Regions from separate parts of the Mus musculus genome. Here all the other regions are linked to region 6. Evidence: chromatin contacts called from public Hi-C, HiChIP or PLAC-seq and promoter capture Hi-C data. All regions are on one chromosome and are shown on one strand. Each heading gives the region's core, a stretch centred on a gene start, on an enhancer-like site or on the middle of the called end of the contact. The rest is flanking DNA. Distances are from core to core; before and after follow the strand shown. Region 1 has its middle 17 kb from the start of Mir129-1. Region 2 holds the start of Hilpda (hypoxia inducible lipid droplet associated). Region 3 overlaps Rbm28 (RNA binding motif protein 28). Region 4 holds the start of Rbm28 (RNA binding motif protein 28). Region 5 holds the start of Calu (calumenin). Region 6 holds the start of Snd1 (staphylococcal nuclease and tudor domain containing 1). Region 7 holds the start of Lep (leptin).

What was found. Promoter capture Hi-C pulls out the DNA fragments that hold promoters and counts their contacts. A called contact is a pair of places that touch in the nucleus more often than the background predicts. HiChIP or PLAC-seq counts read pairs in DNA pulled down with a chosen protein or histone mark. Capture Hi-C pulls out chosen DNA fragments and counts their contacts.
Region 1: an H3K4me3 HiChIP or PLAC-seq map of embryonic stem cells shows a contact between it and region 6, with 7 times the contacts expected there. The contact joins the enhancer-like site here to the promoter of Snd1 in region 6. A contact is called at or near these places in 1 of 39 promoter capture datasets (hippocampal neurons) and 13 of 115 datasets of contacts at active chromatin or transcription factors (craniofacial prominence, embryonic basal ganglia, embryonic forebrain and 6 more).
Region 2: an H3K4me3 HiChIP or PLAC-seq map of the 230-238 cell line shows a contact between it and region 6, with 10 read pairs. The contact joins the promoter of Hilpda here to the promoter of Snd1 in region 6. A contact is called at or near these places in 5 of 39 promoter capture datasets (3T3-L1-derived adipocytes, the C10 cell line, liver and 2 more), 1 of 484 Hi-C or Micro-C datasets (CD8 T cells) and 5 of 115 datasets of contacts at active chromatin or transcription factors (the 230-238 cell line, bone marrow-derived macrophages, embryonic stem cells and 2 more).
Region 3: an H3K4me3 HiChIP or PLAC-seq map of embryonic stem cells shows a contact between it and region 6, with 5 times the contacts expected there. The contact joins the enhancer-like site here to the promoter of Snd1 in region 6. A contact is called at or near these places in 5 of 39 promoter capture datasets (the 3T3-L1 cell line, frontonasal cranial neural crest, hippocampal neurons and 1 more) and 6 of 115 datasets of contacts at active chromatin or transcription factors (the 230-238 cell line, bone marrow-derived macrophages, embryonic forebrain and 1 more).
Region 4: a promoter capture Hi-C map of liver shows a contact between it and region 6, with 3 times the contacts expected there. The contact joins the promoter of Rbm28 here to the promoter of Snd1 in region 6. A contact is called at or near these places in 8 of 39 promoter capture datasets (the 3T3-L1 cell line, 3T3-L1-derived adipocytes, the HPC-7 cell line and 3 more), 1 of 484 Hi-C or Micro-C datasets (CD8 T cells), 13 of 115 datasets of contacts at active chromatin or transcription factors (the NIH/3T3 cell line, astrocytes, bone marrow-derived macrophages and 8 more) and 2 of 9 other capture datasets (adipose tissue and liver).
Region 5: a Hi-C map of memory CD8 T cells shows a contact between it and region 6, with 11 times the contacts expected there. The contact joins the promoter of Calu here to the promoter of Snd1 in region 6. A contact is called at or near these places in 3 of 484 Hi-C or Micro-C datasets (CD4 T cells, embryonic stem cells and memory CD8 T cells).
Region 7: a promoter capture Hi-C map of embryonic stem cells shows a contact between it and region 6, with 3 times the contacts expected there. The contact joins the promoter of Lep here to the promoter of Snd1 in region 6. A contact is called at or near these places in 1 of 39 promoter capture datasets (embryonic stem cells), 5 of 115 datasets of contacts at active chromatin or transcription factors (the NIH/3T3 cell line, the SCID.adh cell line, embryonic forebrain and 2 more) and 1 of 9 other capture datasets (pancreatic islet).

The regions. Positions count from the first base shown.
Region 1 is chr6:29,004,655-29,007,431 of GRCm38.p6, reverse strand. No RefSeq gene overlaps it. Among named protein-coding and RNA genes, the nearest start is that of Mir129-1, 17 kb to the left of the region's middle. Within about 2 kb of position 1,426, at least 6 of the 459 cell types and tissues checked have an H3K27ac peak or open chromatin away from gene starts, as enhancers often do. A contact at or near this core is called in embryonic stem cells, where this site is marked.
Region 2 is chr6:29,271,316-29,274,015 of GRCm38.p6, reverse strand. It overlaps Hilpda (hypoxia inducible lipid droplet associated), which reads right to left and starts at 1,390. Exons shown (of 2, transcript NM_023516.5): 1 at 1,206-1,390.
Region 3 is chr6:29,131,818-29,134,544 of GRCm38.p6, reverse strand. The region is part of intron 14 of Rbm28 (RNA binding motif protein 28); the gene reads left to right. Among named protein-coding and RNA genes, the nearest start is that of Gm25589, 20 kb to the right of the region's middle. Within about 2 kb of position 1,259, at least 9 of the 459 cell types and tissues checked have an H3K27ac peak or open chromatin away from gene starts, as enhancers often do. A contact at or near this core is called in embryonic stem cells, where this site is marked.
Region 4 is chr6:29,163,320-29,166,176 of GRCm38.p6, reverse strand. Rbm28 (RNA binding motif protein 28) reads left to right here and starts at 1,453. Exons shown (of 19, transcript NM_133925.2): 1 at 1,453-1,686. The coding sequence starts at 1,569.
Region 5 is chr6:29,346,578-29,349,366 of GRCm38.p6, reverse strand. Calu (calumenin) reads right to left here and starts at 1,261. Exons shown (of 7, transcript NM_007594.4): 1 at 1,159-1,261.
Region 6 is chr6:28,479,077-28,481,779 of GRCm38.p6, reverse strand. Snd1 (staphylococcal nuclease and tudor domain containing 1) reads right to left here and starts at 1,432. Exons shown (of 24, transcript NM_019776.2): 1 at 1,138-1,432. The coding sequence starts at 1,215.
Region 7 is chr6:29,058,864-29,061,648 of GRCm38.p6, reverse strand. It overlaps Lep (leptin), which reads right to left and starts at 1,428. Exons shown (of 3, transcript NM_008493.3): 1 at 1,401-1,428. RefSeq lists promoters at 1,420-1,587, 1,420-2,189.

The DNA of each region.
Region 1 (2,777 bases), core at 177-2,676, 530 kb before region 6:
GTTAACTACTTCCTCATGGAGCTACTGTGAAGGTCTGGTGAGGGCTTTTTGTTATAATTGATAGTTAGTGAGTACTTTATAAGTAAATATAATGCCACAATAAACACATAAATACATTTGCAAAAAAAAGAAAAGAAACTTTAGAAATTTGCATGAGTGCACACAGAAATTCCCACAGGAAAAAAACGGTAGATATAAAAAAGACCCAGTGGGGCAGGAAGATGCCTCACTTTCTACTATGCCTGACAACCAGAGTTCAATCTTCAAAACCCATATTTGTGCACATATATGTGCCTGTGCACACACACACACTAAACAAACAAGCAAATAAATAAAAAACGCTTATTTTGAAAAAAAAAAAAGGCGGGGGGGGGGGTAGGTCAGGCATGGTGGTGCATGTCTTTAATCCCATCACTCAGAAGGCAGTGTCAGGAGGTGGATCTCCAAATTCGTGGCCAGCCTGTTCTGCAGGAAGCGTTCCAGAACAGTCAGGGCTACACAGAGAAACCCTGACTTGGAAAGAAAAGAAGGAAGGAAGGAAGGAAGGAAGGAAGGAGGGAGGGAGGGAGGGAGGGAGGGAGGGAACGAAGGAGGCAGGCAGGCAGGCAGGCAGGCATAGGGGCTAGAGAGATGACTCAAATTCTAAACTAAAGCTAAAAATTGGGGGAGGGGTGCAGGGACATCTTAACACTACAGATTACAGGAGATGGTGAGGAGGAGGCAGGGGAACACCTTTCTCCAATGTTGAAAGAAAACAAGCAGCCCTGCCCTTAAATACCTGTTAACTCCAAATTATGTATCTATTGAAAATATTTTTCAAAAACGAAGGATTGAACCTTCAGAAATGTAAAAACTGAGAGAGTTCGTGGTTTGCAGCTATCCATATGACCATTGGTAAAGGGAGTTCTTCAAGCTGAATAGAAAGACACCAGAGAGACACTGGGATCCTACAGGGAGAAAGAGGAACACTTGAAGTTAGATACATGGGGTAATTTTAAAAGGCTGTTACTTTTCCTTTGTGACTTGTTTTAAAGACAACTATTAAAATAACTTTGTTGGATATATAGAATATATACAAGTCAAATATATGGGGCCAAAGAGATAGCCAAGTAGTTGAGAGCACTTACTGATCTCCCAGAACCACCAGTGACTCTACTTTCAGGGACCCAATACCCTCTTATGGCTTGTAGTAGTGCATCGATGCACATAAACTCACGAAGGCACACACACACATGAATAAAACATGTATGTAAATAAATACATCTTAGAAGAAGTCAAACACGTGTCAATATTAGCAAAATGGATCCAGCGCATCACCATTTCCCAGTAACCGCTCACACTTTCTAGAAAGCAGACCAGACCGAGGGGCTGACTTGACTGTTAAGGAAGTGCATTCTAATTGCTACCTTGCCAGGCACTGATAGCCGTATTAGCATGAGAACTCTTAAGAACATTATGCTAAGAGGAATGGGCCAGGCACAGAAACACTGTGTACTGCCTGATTCAAACTATGTGAGTCTATGTAACAGGTGAAAACACAGTAGCAAAAAGATCAGCAGTGGCCTAAGGCCAGGAGTCCTAGAAGGCCTAGTGTATAAAAAGATACAAAGACATTTGTTATGATTAGTTTAACTTGACACAAACTAGAGTCATAAGAAAGGAGGAGACCTTGACGGAGGGAATGCTTGCACCAGGCTGGGATGTGGCCATGCTTGCACCAAGCTCGGGTGTGGCCATGTCCGGGGAGATTTTGCCTTGATTATTGATCGATGTGAGAGGGCTCAGCCCCCTGGGAATGTCATCCCTGGGCAAGTGGTCCTGGGAGGTAGAAGAAAGGTAGCTGAACAGCCAACAGCCTCAGTTCCTGCCTGGAGCTCGGGTCCTGGCTTCCTTTCATGATGGACTGTAACCGGTAAACCAAATCAACTGTTTCCTCCCACGTGGGCCTCAGTCTGTGTTTTATCTGAGCAACAGGGAAGCAGACGAGAAGACGGAATAACACCATCACCAAAGGGATGGGCTCTTGTTGAGCACACAAATACTAAATATATCAAAGTGGACAAGTGAATTTGATTGTGTACAAAGTAAAGCCAATCCAGAAAGTCTGGATAAAAATAAAAGGAACCGAGAATATCCACAGGAAAGGGAGATAAAGCTAGGGTGGGGAATACTGCATGATCCCAGGATTCCAGGACTTAGAGCCCCTACTGGGAGCAGACTGGTGACCACTCACACGGGGGGGGGGGGGTGGCTAGGGGGGGGACGACTATGCCCTGGTAAGGAAGACAAAGGAGACCTTCCTCTTAGCCTCACACCTCGATGTACCCTTGCTAGCTACACTACTGCCATGCTTCTAATTATCTCAAGCCCCTCTGTTCCTGCAAGCTCCTGGTGGCCACTCTGCTCTGCCCACACTGGCCTGCTATGGTTCATCAGACTCCTGACTTGCTGGGCTCTTTGCTGCTGTTCCCACTGTGGGGAGTGTTATTCTCTTGGCCCTGGCTTACTACCTTCTTTTTCCACTCATTTCTCAATGTCTCAACAAAGGTCCATGGCTCCCCTAGTGTTTAACATACAAGCTGCTTCCTTTGCAGGACCCCTCAAACTCTACCTGGCTTTATGTATTCCTCATTTTTGTCTTGCTAAATTACTTCATGCTGGGTTTTTCTCCACCACCACCACCCCTTTTTTGAGACAAGGCCATCTTCTGTAGGCTGACCTTGGCTAAAACCTGGCAGCCCTGCCTCTGAGTCCATGGGCCAGTACAACCAGCTCAC
Region 2 (2,700 bases), core at 141-2,640, 790 kb before region 6:
GTGTGGCTGGTGGTGCATACTTGAGTTACACAGTGAGTTAAAACTATCATGGGCAACTTAGTGAGACCCTGACTCAAAAAGTAAAATGTGGAGCAGGGCAATGGTGGTGCACGCCTTTAATCCCAGCACTTGGGAGGCAGAGGCAGGAGGATTTCTGAGTTAGAGGCTAGTCTGGTCTACAGAGTGCGTTCCAGGACAGCCAGGGCTACATAGAGAAACCCTGCCTCGAAAAAAAAAAAAAAGTGAGCTGAAATATAACTCAGTGGTATATAGAGTGCTTGCCCACCCTAGCATAGTGCCCCAAGAATAAGAAATAGGGATATGTCCTAGAGCAAACAACCTGTCTAAGTTTCTCCTGTATCATACATCCAAGTTGATTACAAACTTTTTTGCCTCCAGAGACATGGTTTCTTTGTGTAGCTCAGGCTGTCCTAGAACTAGCTCTGTACGGCTGGCCTCGAACTCACGGAGATCCTCCATGCTTCTACCTCTTAAGGGCTGCGATTAAAGGTGTCCGCGGGCCTCCGCGGGCCGCCACCGCCGCGCCGCCACCACCACCTCCAGGGGATTTATAAACTTCTTGAATATAATATCGTCAATATAAACGATAAGGGTGACAAAAGCCTGTAATCCCAGCTATGAAGGAGGCTGAGGCAGAAGGAATGCATGTTTAAGGTTTGCCCGAGCTATAGAGAATGCAAAGCTAATTTGGAAGATTTAGTGAAGCCTTGTCTCAAAAGTAAACATAAGGGGCTGGTAGGTAATGCACCCCAGTGAGTGGTATAAGCTGTATCTAGCACATACAAGATTCTAGGTTCAATTCGGAGTACCACAAAACAAAAAGTAGCAAACAGAAAATAGCAAAGAGTCAAATCTAGTTAATTTATCCAAACATCTTTGAATGCTTTTAAATAGCTCAGGCACTCTGAAAGGTACTCTGGGCCACATGGTCGTCCTACAGACAAGAACTCAGCCTTCAAAGGGGCAGTTACTACACAACACTCTAAAGCGGTGACAGGAAGGGAAGGCTAAGGTACTTTGGTGAAACCTGGTGGGCAAACAAAGGTGGCCCATGGAGTTCATAGATTGGGCGACGCAGAGAGAGCCGGTGGAGGCAAAGCCCTGACTCGAACGCAAGTAGCCCGACCGATGGGACAAGGGATCCATGTCTCGGCCTCCGGCCTGGGGGGTCCTGGGCCAGTTACCTCAGAAGGAAAAGTTGAGAGACGGCTGCTCACAGTCACACCAGGTCGTGCAGGAGTAAGGAAGAAGGTCGGCTGAGTCGCAACGTGGAAGCTCCACGCAGGCACTGCTCTGGATAGAAATAAGCCCCAAAGACAAACGGACCTCCCAAAGCCCCGCCCCTTCTGGGCGAGGCTCCTCGGAGACTGCGCACGCGTACCGAACCTGCACGAGCTCGCCCTGGGGCACGTCCGCTGGCCATCCAGCCCTGCGTCAGCAGCGTCGCCGCAGAGTTCTCGGGGAGTCACGGAAAGCACGCGGCTCGCGGTTGATTCACTGCAGTCCAGAGTGAACAGCATGAGGTTCAGCCTCACCGGCCGCCTTCTAGAAGATCAGGAGCCAAAAGGCGCCTTTACCCCCTCCCCCATTGCTGGATGCAGTACTTGAAGTGACGCCCGGGCAGTGTGGGAAGGCCCCGCAGGAGTTCCTTCCTTCCGCCCTCCTTTTCTTTTCTTTTTTTTTTTTTTTTAAAGATTTATTTATTATTATATGTAAGTACACTGTAGCTGTCTTCAGACACACCAGAAGAGGGAGTCAGATCTTGTTACGGATGGTTGTGAGCCACCATGTGGTTGCTGGGATTTGAACTCTGGACCTTCGGAAGAGCAGTCGGGTGCTCTTACCCACTGAGCCATCTCACCAGCCCTTCTTTTCTTTTCTTCTCTTCTCTTCTCTTCTCTTCTCTTCTCTTCTCTTCTCTTCTCTTCTCTTCTCTTCTCTTCTCTTCTCTTCTCTTCTCTTCTCTTCTCTTCTCTTCTCTTCTCTTCTCCTCTCCTCTCCTCTCCTCTCCTCTCCTCTCCTCTCCTCTTCCTTTTCTCCTCTCCTCTCCTCTCCTCTCCTCTCTTCTCTTCCTTTTCTCCTCTCCTCTCCTCTCCTCTCCTCTCCTCTCCTCTCCTCTCCTCTCCTCTCCTCTCCTCTCCTCTCCTCTCCTCTCCTCTCCTCTCTTCTCTTCCTTTTCTCCTCTTCTCTTCTCTTCTCTCTCTCTCTCTCTCTCTCTCTCTCTCTCTCTCTCTCTCTCTCTCTCTCTCTCTCTCTCTCTCTCTCCCCCTCCCTCCCTCCCTCCCTCCCTCCCTTCCTTCCTTTGTTTTTTGAGTCAGGTTCTTGTAGTGTACCTGCGACTGTTCTCGAGCCCTCCCGAATGAAAGTAAAATATTTGTCCTGGCTTTGGTCTCGGCTTTTTACGGCGTTTGGACGGATCGCCTTGCCTTCAGTGGCTCCGGTACCCCGGGAGGGCATTGGATTTTAGATTATTTTTTTTTCTTTAAAAATAAGCTATTTTCTTTTAAAGTTGCCTTTTGCTTGAACTAGAGAGGGAGGAGGTCATGGTCTAGATTTCATACCTGGAAACTGACCTGCCTTACCAGTCACCTGCCGGCTCCAACCAACGCAAAGGAGAGGTGCTGACCCAAAGGGGGAATCTCAGAAAAGATTCCTGGGACAAGCCCTCAAGTGGGGAAA
Region 3 (2,727 bases), core at 10-2,509, 650 kb before region 6:
CAGAAGCTCCTTATCCCACCACAGGGCCACTGAGACTACAGACACCACCATGCCTAGTGGTTCTTTTACATTGGTTCTCGGAATCTGAACTCAGGTTCTCCTACTTAAGACATTAAGTTAGGGTTCTAATGCTGTGAACAGACACCATGACCAAGTCTTATAAAGGACAACATTTAATTGGGGCTGGCTTACAGGTTCAGAGGTTCAGTCCATTATCATCAAGGAGGGAACATGGCAGCATCCAGGCAGGCATGGTGCAGGCAGAGCTGAGAGTTCTACAACTTCATCTGAAGGCTGCTTCCAGGCAGCTAGGACTAGGTTATTAAAGCCCACGCCCACAGTGACATACCTACTCCAACAAGGCCACACCTCAGTAGTGCCACTCCCTGGGCCCAGCATATACAAACCATCACACAGGGCAAGCACTGTGCCCCTGTGCCTTTCCCCTAGCTCCTACGGTAGCATTGACTGTGTGTTCAATATTACTCCGCCGTAAGCACAGTCTTCATGTTGACTGTGCATGTCTTCAGTTGAGTTAGAAGACTATGAGTTCACACTAGCATTCAGTTCAGCTCTGTCTCTTTTGAAGGCCTTACCGTTTGTTAACCTCTATACTGGCCTCAGACTTGGTGGTTTCTCCAGACAAGCTGAGCTCTTTGAGGATAGATAGTATCTCATTATCCCCAATCCTGGAGATACTTGGCATAATCTGTTCATCTTTACATTTAAAAATGCCATTGCCAATATTGTAGGTGTGCTTTGCTGTTTTATAGCTGTAAACTGTATGCCTAGTACCCTGAGGCCTCTTTAACATATTCCTTGGTATTGAGGAAATAGCATGAGAGAACAGTAATGTGTCAGAGCGTGTCTGACACCACAGTTAGTGGTGAGTACCCACAGTATTTAATGTATGCCCATTTTGAACTCATTACAGTTTAGCGCACTTCTACATTGTACAGTCTATGTTTTGGTTGTGTAACTATTTCCTCTAAGATAAAGCCTCCATCTTGGAGGAAGGTGGGTTGGTAAGCTTAGAAAGGCTCAGGACATTTCTGAGCCTGACTGGATACTCTAGACCTCTTACTCCTCAAGCATATATAAGCGGTAGGGACTGCTAAGACGGACTCTCAAACAGGCTGAAGCCTAGAAGAGGCCCAGCAGCCAAGCTCCTGGGGAGAGGCTGAGACCTGATAAGCCCAGACCATTGAGCTACCCAGAAAAGACACTGACCTGTTGAGCTGCCTTCAGGCTGTGCAGTGAACTGCAGGCGCTCAGCGTGTGAGCTCAGCTCGTGGGCTTCTGGTGGTGGAGCTGTCTTTGAGTCCTTTCTGCTTCTGTAAGTCACCCCGGTAAAGTCTGGCTCGGCAGCTGGCTTTGGTGTTGCCTTGACAAAAGACGGACATCTTTGGTTCCTGTCTTGGGTAGTAGATGTTAGTTTCCGTCTCCCCAGGAATCATGACAAAAGCATTTTATTTTCCCCTTATGTCCTTCATTTGTGAGATGTCTTGAATGATATTTTAAGCGAGTGAGCGTATTGAAGTCAGGAATTCTTTCTTCTCCTCTGCAGTGGACAGAGTAGGATCTATGCACGGAGCCGTTGTACTATGCTTGTGGCTTTCATACTTAGACTCCTCCGCTACAGAAGAACAGCATGCTGCTCCAGGCAGTAATATTGTATAAGTGGTGTATTTTCTCAAATTATTTTCTGTGCTCCTCATGACCCTAAGGATATTTACGGTATCCTGGCATTTAGAGAAAAAAGTGCATCAAAGAGTTTCTGACTCTAACCCCGAACAGCTGAAGCTGCCTGTATTCTGAGGCTTATCCCATGTCAGGACATGTTTTTTAAGTCTAAAACCATCAGGTTTTCTTTCCTCCCGTCTCCATTAATTTCCTTCCTTCAGGGATCGAGTCTTTGGACAGTTCTCTGTTCTCAGCAGTAACATGCTGAGACGCTGAAGAGTCACGCACCTCTCATTACATGCATTATGAACAGTGAAGTATTACAGATTTTTCTCAGGGCATTGAAGAGATGGCTTAGTGGTTAAGTACATACTGCTCTTACACAGGACCAGTTTCAGAGAATCTGTTGCCCTCTTGTAGATTCCATGAGCACTGCATTCAGGTGCACATGCATACACATGGCCATACACCTACACATAAGATTTTAAAAAATACAAAATAAATCTTAAAAAATAAAATACATGTTTTGGATAGCCCTGGGGCTAATTATATTTGATGTTAATTCCATTCTCCTGTGAGTAGCTGTGAACACGGAATGAGTCAACACTCAGGTGGTTTCTTGTAAACCTGCTTCCCACCTTAATTTGTAAAACAAAGGAGAGCTGAAGATTGGGCAGAAAAAGAGGAAGGTGGAGTGGAAAGTTGGGAGAAGAAGGAGGTTTCAGAGAGAGAGGACGCAGAGGCAGAGGGGGATGGGAAGAGGGAAGGCGGAGCAGAAGCCCGTGGCCTGGAGAAACCGCAAGTTCTAAAGGGCAAGTTCATAGGTGGGCAGATCTACCACCACACTACCATCTTCCACATCTGTGAGACCCTTAGATGTGGAAGATGGCAGTGTAGCAGTAGATCTGCCCAACCTAAGTGCACAGCATGTATTTCATATTAATTGAGTTGTGTTTTCATTGCTGGGGCATATTTGGGTTGGAGATTTACTGCAACAAATACATTTTTCTCTGGGCAAACAAATACATTATTTCTTATTCATAA
Region 4 (2,857 bases), core at 204-2,703, 680 kb before region 6:
TTTGTATTTGAGGATAGAATTTGATTCTTGGTTGTTGTTGTTTTCCGAAACAGGGTCTCTCTGTGTAGCCCTGGCTGTCCTGGAACTTGCTTTGTAGACCAGGTTGGCCTCGAACTCAGAGATCCGCCTGCCTCTGCCTCCCGAGTGCCGGGATTAAAGGCGTGCGCCACCACTGCCCCACTTAGAATTTGATTCTTGAGGAGGATGTGGAATTCCAAACCAATTTTGTTTAAAAGATTCTACTTCTTTTGCCCACTTTACTTTTTATGTAAGATAGGATCGACTTTATGGTAGCCTTGACAATCTGTTTTGTATTTCAGTGCCTTTTCTTCTGATTTATCTATTTAAAATATAACTGTGGTGGGGGTTCTTTTTCTAAAAGCACATATTAATTATTTGAAGCCTACTAGGACTTCATAAATTTCATGCTTAGCACATTCCTCCCACCACTACTACCTACACGTCATCCATCCATCCATCCATCCATCCATCCGTCCATCCATTATATTGAATGTGGATAACTCTTGGGGATTTTCACTGTGCCTTTCATCTTTTGTGGTGTTTTCTACCTACTGAGCTGTTGTAACTTAAAAGTAAAGACTTTAAAAGTGCCTAGGGTACTTTTTGCAGCTAGGCATTCTGCAAGCACAGCATTTTTCCATGTAAGACAGACAGTGAAGCCCACTGAGTGTTAAACACTGTGGGTAGCCTCCAGTCTGTCTGATAAACAGACATAAATGAAGATCTTCTGTCTCTGGGCAGCAGTGCATCCTAGGTCTGTGCATATAGCTGGGTGTTATGTTTGGCTTCCGTGTGCTCTGATGTGATCTTGCAGAGATTTTGTAAGATTTTAAAAATAAACGTCTGTCTCTCACTCTGGACTCTATTTTATATGACGGCAGGGACCATGTCTTTTTTTTTCGGCAATGAATTTTACTCCTAATATATAAGTAGGAGCTCAATCAGTAAGAATTGAAAATATGATTTCGTACGTAGTATTTGTTCTCTGGGGATTTTAGTAGATACAATTTGTCTCTGCGGCCAAGTGACAGTTTGTCTCATGTTTTCTGAGGACATGTGACTAGTTCAAATTATGTATGTTACATGCTTGTGTCTATGACGTTTTGCATATGTGTTTTTTTCCCCCCGCGTGATATGTGGCAACTCTTCAGAAAAAAACTTATTGAACACCCACTCTATGTCAGATGAGGGCAGGCTTAGGGGGAAAATGACTTCTGCCTGCTTTGGTGAATTTGGGGTCGAGTTCCTAAATGAAAGATTTTAAGAGAATTTTAAGCTGTTGATGTCAAGTTTCCCCCAGTGGCGGGGGCGGTGCTGGGACTGCACAGAGACCGTCGTTCAAGAAGCTCCGCCCCCAGGACGTCATTTTTCTTTTTCTTTCCGGAACTATTCCTTCCAGTCTGCGTTTCCTCCCGGACTCTTTTGAGCAAAGAGGACTTCCTGAATTTCCCGGCAACTCGGCACCGCCTTCCTGCCAGAGCTCATCCCAGCCCTCGCTCGCGCCGGCGTGAGGTGCTCGCAGCCTCACGCGCTTGTCTCTCGGTCTCATGGCCGGTCTGACTTTATTCGTGGGCCGTCTCCCGCCCTCGGCTCGCAGCGATCAGCTGGAAGAGCTGTTCAGTCAGGTGGGTCCGGTGAAGCAGTGCTTCGTGGTGACAGAGAAAGGTAAGGAGTGGGATGGTGCAGAGGGCATGTGCAAAGGTATGGGAACAACCCAATTTCAGGGAGCTCTATAGTTATGATCTGTTTGTTTTGAGACAGGGCTCTCACTCTTTAGCCCTAACTGGCCTCGGATTCGCTACCGGTAGCCCGTGTGCTTCTGCCTCCTGAATCCTCCGATTAATGACGTGAGCCATCCCAGCAAGTTCTTTGCTCTCTCCAGAAGTACGGGACCGGGAGCTAAGATTCTTTTCTAAACGGACTCAGCTGGAGATCGGCCAATAAGGTTGATTTATGAAAGGCAAAGCACTCACTTAACGTTTCCATTGCGTTTTCCCCTTTATTACGCGTGTTCAGGAGTTCAAACGCAGGCCCATTAGCTTGGAGTAATGGTAGTAATCCCAGCATCTGGGAAGGCTGTGGCAGGAGGATTGCTGGTAATTCGAGGACAGCCAGGTCTATATAATAGCGAGTTCAGGACAACTTGGATTACATAGCGAGACCCCGTCTTCAACAAACATCCCAAAGTAACGTTTAATAAAGCACCAGTGCGGCTTATTGAGATGGCTGCTAGGCCGGAAGAGTGCTTAGTTTGACATGGGTTAACTTACTTAATGTTCTCAACAATCTTATAGGACAAAGAGCCTTAACCCCATTTTTTTTAAATAAAGGAATATAATCTTTAAAGACATTAAATGGTCTGGAGTTGATCTGGCTAGTGAGAGGACTCAGTTTGATTAGCACGTTAGCACATCCTATGCATTCATCTGTTTATTTATTTATTACTTGTTGGATGCCAACTGTATTTTAGAACATTGCTGGCTGCCCTTAGGATACAACAGGTGTGTGACACTAAATCACTGACGCAGATTCTGTTCTCATACACTTATGGTTTGAAAGACAGCCAACAAATAGCCAAACTATATGTTGATAATGGTGATAAATTTATGCTAAGGAGAAAAGTCAAAAGAGGGAATGTGTGTGTGTAGATAGGGTGGCTAGGGAAGACCTGTTTGAGGAGAGTGAACTAAGAACTGGGGGGATAAAACAGTCTGAATTCAGGAAACAGCAACCTTGAGGATATTAAAGCAAGTATGTCCTTGTGTGAGAAGAGAGCTTGGTGGCCAGGGTGACGAGGAAGTGAATGAAGGTGTGACAGGAGATTCGATCACACTGA
Region 5 (2,789 bases), core at 12-2,511, 870 kb before region 6:
CACTGCCAAACTCATAGTCGGACCAGACAGACATAGTAATAGTAATAGGTATCTTACACACAAGTAATAGGTTCTCTCTGGTCCCACATTTGGACAGAAGAACACAAGTTCTTTAGCAGTGACTATTGCTCGATACTTAAATCTAACTGAATGAGGTCAAATATATACTTCTCCTGGGTCAGCTTTCAGGTATAGCAAAGAATAATTATCAGCCACTCCAGGTCACTCTACCTTCATGTTAAATTAAACTGGAGCGCTATCATTCCCAACTTATTAATGCTGACTTGATGGTTCATGACAGGAAGTGAATGCAATTCTTAAAAAACCCTGTTCCAAGGCTTTGAACGCTTAGGAATTTCGATCAAAGAACCAAAAGTCTTAGCAGATCCACTGATCTTTCCCACTCATGCAAAAGGAACTTTACAAAATGCAAACCACTCTTAATTACAGCAACTATCGCGAATTAAAATTAAGCTCACTTCTGTATACAGCATATCAAAAATCAGAACACTTGGGAATGACAAGCAAAAAACCCGTGATTACTTAAAGGTAATTAACTCCCTAATTAACACGTGAAAACTATTTCCATTAATGACAATATCCAGCCAAACATAGAAAACTGCGACGTTCTTTTCTAATTAACAAGAAGTTTTAAAAATAATGACATTATGTTTTCAATCGTTTTGTTCTCCATGTTCCTACACCCTGTAAGACAGCTAACACTTTCTTTCTTGGCACTTGCAACTCAATTCTCGGGATGTGGCCTTGGGGCGGGGTGGCAGCTCCCAAGAGTCCGGCGAGGTGGCAGGGAGCGGATACTAAAACTCTCTACCCAATTCTCTCCGACCTTCAGGAAACAAACAAAAGTGACCCTCTAGTCCCAGGGACACTGAGTGGAGGAACCCGGGGAGGAGATCAAGGACGCGCGAAACCAGGCACAAAAACGGTGCCCAGGAGGGCGCAGGGCCCGGGAGCTACAACCCTTTCCGCAGAGCTGCGGGACAGCAAGTCGGGGACCGCACTCTGAGGGCCAGAGTGGAGCCTCGGGCCCATCCCGGTGCACTGAGACCGGAGTGAGGACACCCACTACGAATGGGGAACAGGGCCGACGGACAGAATAAGAGCGAACCAGGACCCACCCAGCACCACAGAACTTACCTTTCCCGGGAGCTCCACGCCGCAGGATACCGTGGCTGCGGCTCACCCAGGGAGTGAGCTCCCGCGCACAAGCACCGCCCAACCGGAAGTGGTTAATGGCCCCGCCCCCATCCGACTTGTCGGGGGTCTTCACACCAATCCCCGGCACGATCACTGCTGACGTATGGCTTCTTCGTACGGCCATTGGTCTCACAATCGCGTGGCCGGGATTGGCTGGAAATCGCCACGTCCCCGCGAGCGCGCCGAGTTGCGTGGACCGGATTCCCGCCCAGCTCGGGTTGCCCAGCCCGTGGGGACTCTGAGTCCCAGCTCCTTGCTCTTGGGTGTGTGGGCGCGGCTCGCTGACCTTGGCCCACTGACCGCAACGACCTCATTTACGGCAGGCAACCCTGATTCCCTAGGCTTCTAGTGTAATTCCGATGGCTTTCTTCCTGCCTCCAAGCCCCTGGGGCCGGAATAGTCCCGCTGTAACGTCACCACCCACTGCGAATGAGCCCAACTTCTGGCTCTAGAGTCAGATCTACTGAGCAGCTCTCCGCCCCGCCAACACGCACCTTTCAGCTTCGATTCTCACCCACCATGCTCTTTCGCATCTCTGCCTAAACCATCATGATCCCGGCCTCCCCTAACAGCCTTACAGCCTTACATTTTACACCCATGTGGTCTTTGTCCACAAAGCGGCTTCCTCTGCCTGAAGTATGTTTTCTCGATTTTTCAGCTACTGAAAGCCATCAGTCATGAAACAGGTTGTCATCCTGGAATGTCTTAGGGGAAGCTGTAGTCGTGAAGTTGCCAGTGCTCAGTTAAGGTGTTAGTTTTAGGAATCTTTCCTGGTCAGTAAACAGATAATACGCATGTGCTTTCCTGGCAGTTTGCATTTTCAGTACGCAGCCAGATATTGTTTAATAACGGTGCTTGTCCTTATGTCTTCGATTAGACCAAGTGCCAAAATAAGATCTGCCTGACTTACACATCAGGAGCTCCCAGCTTACAGCCCAGGTCCAAGGAAATTCTCAGCAATACTAAGTGAACTGAATAGAAGAAACTGAATGGAAGAAACCCGTTGCGTTGAAGGCCCCTGATTTAAAAGAAACATAGGAAATTAGCAATTTGTTTTTTTGTTTGTTTGTTTGGAGGGGCGGGGGACAGGAGAGTTTGAACCCAGACTCTGTGCAGGATTCTAGTTGTCCATTCTACCACTGAACTATATAACCTTAGTAAACCCATCACCTACTCAATGCCATGAAATTAAAACATGTATTCATTGAGAGCTACTTTATTTTCTTTCTTTTTTTTAAAGATTTATTTATTATTATATGTAAATACACTGTAGCTGTCTTCAGACACTCCAGAAGAGGGAGTCAGATCTTGTTATGGATGATTGTGAGCCACCATGTGGTTGCTGGGATTTGAACTCTGGACCTTCGGAAGAGCAGTCGGGTGCTCTTACCCACTGAGCCATCTCACCAGCCTGAGAGCTACTTTATTTTCAACATGTATGAAATGAATAGCAAAGCCTCTAGAATTTAAGTCCAGTCAAAACAAAGACTAAGTTCATGAAAGACAATAAAGCAAATCAGTTTGCCCTAAGACAAGGAAAGTGTGCAATTACTGTTTGGAACATCCAAACC
Region 6 (2,703 bases), core at 183-2,682:
CAGCTTTAATGTGTGCCGTGAAGATGCGAACCGGGGTCCTCAGGACTGAGCAGCAAGCACCTGTATCCACTGAGCCATCTCCCCGGATCCCCCTGCAGAGTATATTAATCCTGAGAAAGACAACAGGGACAGCAAAAACAAAAAAAGTTTCAAAAACTGGCTCTCTGGGGAAACTGTCTTCCACTCTGGAGAGAAAAGTCGTTGGAGTTACAATATGAAAAGCAATCGAAAAGATCACAGCCATCTTAAACAGAAAAATCTGTTAACAAACGAGAAATGTCAGACCTCAAGATGTGGGAGGAAAAAAAGGAGAAACAATATAAGAAATAGAACAGAACTTATGCTACAAAATTAGTGTGGAAGTGGAGGTGATGGAATTCAAAATTCCGAATAAAGAAAGCAAAGGTAAGTGAGCAGGATCTATAATAAGAACCCTACACAGGGAATCAGAACACCTGGACTCTTATTATTGGCTCCACTCCAAACCGCCATGTGCCCTTAAGGCAAGTTAGTTACTCTCTTTAAAAACAGGCTCCTTGTCCTTAAGAAGTGAAGAAATGCTACTTAGTATAAGATCCCTGCCAGGCTAAATTTTTAATTTAAAAATACACGAAAATCAGGAGCTTCCAGGCCTAGAAACTAGACATTGAGATAAAAGGGGGAAAGAGTTGAGAAAACTTTGGGTGAATAAGTGAGTCAGTGGACAGAGACAAGCTTCGTGACAGCCAAGCACTCCCGGGGTTCCAGGAAAAGATGTCCGGATCTAGAGAAACTGCGAACTAATCGGCATATGTCAAAATGGACAGAAAGAGGGGGATGGGAGTAACTATCCGTGAACTATCTCCGTTAATGAACCGGTAATAGACCTGCTTCTGGTAAACAGGTAGGGGCTCCGAAAGCCGCGACCCACGAAAATCACAGCGAGCGAATCATGGACAGGTTGCCCGGGAGGCAAAAGTCAAGATAAGTTCGTTCTCGGGTTCTGCCTGGTGAAGATTCGGAGAGTAGGTGGAGAGTGAGGAAGGGGCAGAGGAAAAGCAAACTGAGACCATGCAGGCTGACGGGAGAGAAGGAAGTCAATGCCTGGCTCCTGCTCCAAAGCAGCAGAGGGGTCCGGGTCCAGGGTCCCGCTCTCACCATCTTGACGATGCCCCGCTGCACGGTGGGGACCGCGGGTCCCCCGGAGGAGCCGCTGCTCTGCGCGGAGGAGGCCATGTGTGGAGCTGGAAAGGCAGCGAGTGGGGCGGCCGGCCGGACTGGAAGTGTCAGGGTGGGTGTCGGCGCTTGCAGCGACAAGGAGCAGGCAGGCGACAGGCTACCGTCGGTGGGCTGGACAGAAGCGCCAGGCGCACACTAGAACACCAGCGGGACTGGGAGCAAAAGAGGAGACGCGATCTCCGCCGCCGCCACACGTTCTACTCGCCGCGCAAGCGTGCCAGAGCGCCACCGCCCTCTAGCCAATTAGCGTCCAGAACCCGCTGGAACTCAAGCCAATAGGCACTCTCTTTATGAAGCTCCGCCCTTTGGTCCCAAAACGGGTGCGGAGCTCCAGGAAGCGCTGAAAGAGCTGATTTGCGGTGACGGGATGGTTTTGAGGCGGGACTTCCGGGGAAGTCTTGAGAAGGTGGTGTCGGGAGGTGTAGTGGGAAGGAAAGGACACGTCAGCATCTGGCAGTGGTGCGCGGGGAGCCATGGGAGCCCCGAAGGCGGGGCGGGCCTCGCCCTCCAGCGGAGGTTCTGCTCCTGCCCCGCCCCTCAAGCGGCAAAGCGCCCACGTGTACGGAGCTGGACACCGGAACTGGACGACAAGGGCCTGGGGCCGTCCCAAAGGAACCTTACTGCTCTCAGAGTTCTGACGTTTCACCTCCGCAAAGCAGAGGAAACTTTTGAAAGTCGCCGCCATTGGGTAACCTGCTGATGTTAGTCTTGACCCGGAATGTGGCCGCGAATCTCCCGGTGGTCCGGAGTATCACTGGGGTTTAGTGCTTGTGAGTTCCGCTCATGTTTGTTGATGGAAGCAATAAGCATCTCTTAGAGGATGACTCGTCCTGCACACTGAGAATAGCCTCGTTTTTCGGCTCCTTCCCTCCTGCTCCAACTGAGGTTAGGAAAAACCTTGGGATTTGCCATCCCAGGGCTGAGCGGGAGACAGTCCTAACTCACTGCTAATCTCAGCTCGAGGTGGATCAGGAAAGCCATATTCAAGTGGATATTCAGGGAGAATTTATGGTCTTGGAGTGCCCCGTTTTAGAGCACAGGTTCTTGTATGTATTATTTAATAATAAAACCTGGACCTACGCTAAAGACACTACTTCCACTATAGCCTGTTTTAAGAAGTTTGAGTAGTCACGCATGTCTCAAATCAGGGTCAAGTTTTGGGGTCAGCATCTTCCTATAGCTCCAAAGCCAAGTCTGTACCACGAATTCACCCTATTCAAAAGAGAAAACGGATCTTTATAGATAGATACACACACACACACACACATATATAAAACAATTTTGAGGGGTTGCCCAGTACACTGGTAGCTCAGCTCTAAGACCTCATCTTTAGTGAATTTGACCTTTGCAACAGTGTAGCCACTCTCTCCAGGATAGTTGAAGCAGTTGAAACTAATTCCAAACATCTCATTTTCTGATCATAGTTACTGTCCTTTCCCCCCTACTCAGCCAGTTAATTCTCTTTTGCTTGTACTAATTTTCTAT
Region 7 (2,785 bases), core at 179-2,678, 580 kb before region 6:
CTTTTTCCTGGAACACGGGGGGTGGGGGGGAAGGAGGAAAATATTCCCCCCAGATACCAAGAAGAACTTGTTACTTGGGTTTGAGATCTACCAAATATGAGAAGGATGCTTCTTTAGCCAACACGGGCATGTTCCCCTAAGCCCAGTATCTTGAGTGCTTGAGAAAGGAAAGAACCAAAAAAAGAAGTCTGAGGGGGAGAGAGAGAGGTGCTTCTCTCGTGCCTCAATGAAATACATGATCAGTGTGGTCCTTATAGTCACCAGGAGAGTGACTGTTAGACATGCCTCCTTTCAAGTTTGGTTCCATGCACCGTACAAATCAGCAATAGGTCAGAGATGCTCTCCCCCAGCCCCAGCTGACCACTGCCCATCACAAACTCTACGAAAAATATGACTCTCACTACTGGAATTCCATTCCCACCTTGCAAAGAGTGCTCAGAGAGCCTATGCTCCCAGGATGGTGCCACCAAATCCCTGCCCTCTGCCTGCCTCTCCTGAGTCCCATGCTCCCAATAGAAATGACTGGCTTGCTTTGTCCTCTCCCAAGCAGCAATGTACACAGGGCATCGTGGCATATCTAATGCACCCAGTAAGACATAGAGTAGTGTAAGGGCACCATACCCACAATGCAGTAATACTAACCCCAGCAAGAAAGAAAGCTGAAGGAGGGGCATGCAGGGACCTCAGGCTGGCAACGTGTATTTAACCATCTTGGGTAGAAATGCCTACCAGCAAAAACTGTGCAGGTTACAAGCCTTCTCCACAATCTGCTGTTCTGTTCCCCAAAGAAGAGAATTTGAATGGCTTTGGGACAGATGTGGAGAGAGCCCTAGCTTTTTTATTGTTGATGATGGTTTGTTTGGTTGTGTGTGTGTGTGTTTGTGTGTGCACGCTCAAGTTGGGGGTGAAGGTGGGAGGGGACTGGGTTCTTCCTGACAGTTTTTCTACCCACCTGTATTCAACAGTAGTTTTAGTACTAGGTAGGCCCTCACTGGAAAATGAACTCTCAACAGCAAAGCAAGGTTGTATCTGGCCTTCAGGAAGGCGGAAAGCTGTGGCTGCCTCACTACACGTCCAGCCTTGCTTTTTCCATCTGAACGCTGTGGGAAACCTAACCATCTCAAGTCTGCAGACCAAAGACAGGCTTGGAGCCCTGGCTGGCTTTGCAAGAACAGGTTGGTGCCCTGTGGGCACAGGCCGGCCCAGCCAGGAATTTAATGCCTTTCAGCTCCCAACAGCCTTCCCTCTGTCTGCAGAGTCCCTCGCTGCAAAACTACTGAATTCAACACCAAGCTGTCCACATGACCTCCTTCTTGCCTCAGTTTCTCTAATTTCCAGAGCTGGATGGGGTGCTATTAGAAAGACTGGTGGAGGAGAAAGTAGCGCGCCCCGGGCCTTACCTTGCAGCTGCTGGAGCAGGGATCCCTCCGGGGCTCCATGCCTGCCTGCCCCTCTTATAACTGCCCCAGTGCCACTTGCGCAACTGTCCGGCCAGCCCCAGTCCCTGCGAGCGCCAACTCCCGCCCCACCCAGCGGGCCAGCAACAGTGGCAGCAGCAACCTAGTGCTCCATTCTAGGCGCCTCGAGGGAGAACTTCAGCCGCGCCCTCGAGTGCAAGTTTGGGGGCGCTTGGTATGAGCCGGTAATCCTCGAGGTCCGGCCAGCAGCTACTGAGCAGCGGTAGTTTAAGGACGGGTCCCTTGGGATGGTGCTTCCAGCACCGCAGGGAGCAAGAGGCTACAGAAGGCTGGCTTGGGGACAGGGAGACCAGTGAGCCAGGACTCTGCCAGCTGCTTTTTCCGACAGCTCTTTGCATACCTAACCTGGCTGCTCAGAGGAGAAACTGGTCCCAAGCTCAGGGCAACTTGTCTTCCTTTGGTACCCGAAGAACAGTCGTCTCATTTCATCCTGTGACATCACAGAATGCACCTGCTTCGAAGGTCGCAAGTGTGTTTAGGGATGCTCTGGACCAGTCCCAGGGGCAGGTGGCAAGGGCCTGTCCCTGATCAAACAATGTTTGTTTGGTTTGTTGTTGTTGTTGTTTTCGGTTGTTGTTTTTTTTTTTTTTTTTTTTCATTAAGGCAAGAATATCATTGGGTTCCTAATGGGAGGAAACAGATACAGAACAGTTCAGCTTTCTGTCTTAAAACCTCAGCTAGTTGTTAAGGATTAGAGATAGCCAGGGATCCAGGTGTGAAACAACTGGATCAGGCCTATTGAGTTCACCCCAACTGAAAATAGCTTTGAAAACAAACCATCATCCTCAGAACCAGCCAGACAGTTACTTTGAGTAGAAAGACCCTGACTAACCCCTAAATCCTGACTGCCTGGTTTGGTACTACCCGGTACAAAAATAGAAATAGCATGATTTTTTTTATAAGACATTATTAAATGGCTGGGAAACAAACAAGAACAATAGTTCTGACATGAGAAGTTTAAGAAATTAAAACTTTAGCATCCTCAAATAAAGTTCTGAATTTGGTCAACCAAAAATTGTCTTGTTTTCTCTTGTATAAGTACCCACGGGGTAACCTTTATTTCCCTCTTGGCCTGCCAAGCGAGAATTGTTTGCTAACCTGCAAACTATGAAACCTACACACACCTGCGCTGGCTGCTCCTGGCTCCCAGTCCTGCCCGTCTCTTATGGGCGTTCCTGGAGTCAGGTCCATCCCTTCTGCCCACAGAACCCCCCCTGTTTTGCATAGGCCCTGCTCTCCACCACTGGCAGGCTTCCTTGTCTATGGACAGAGAACAGAGCCCTCTGCCATTTACTCTTGAAGTCCTG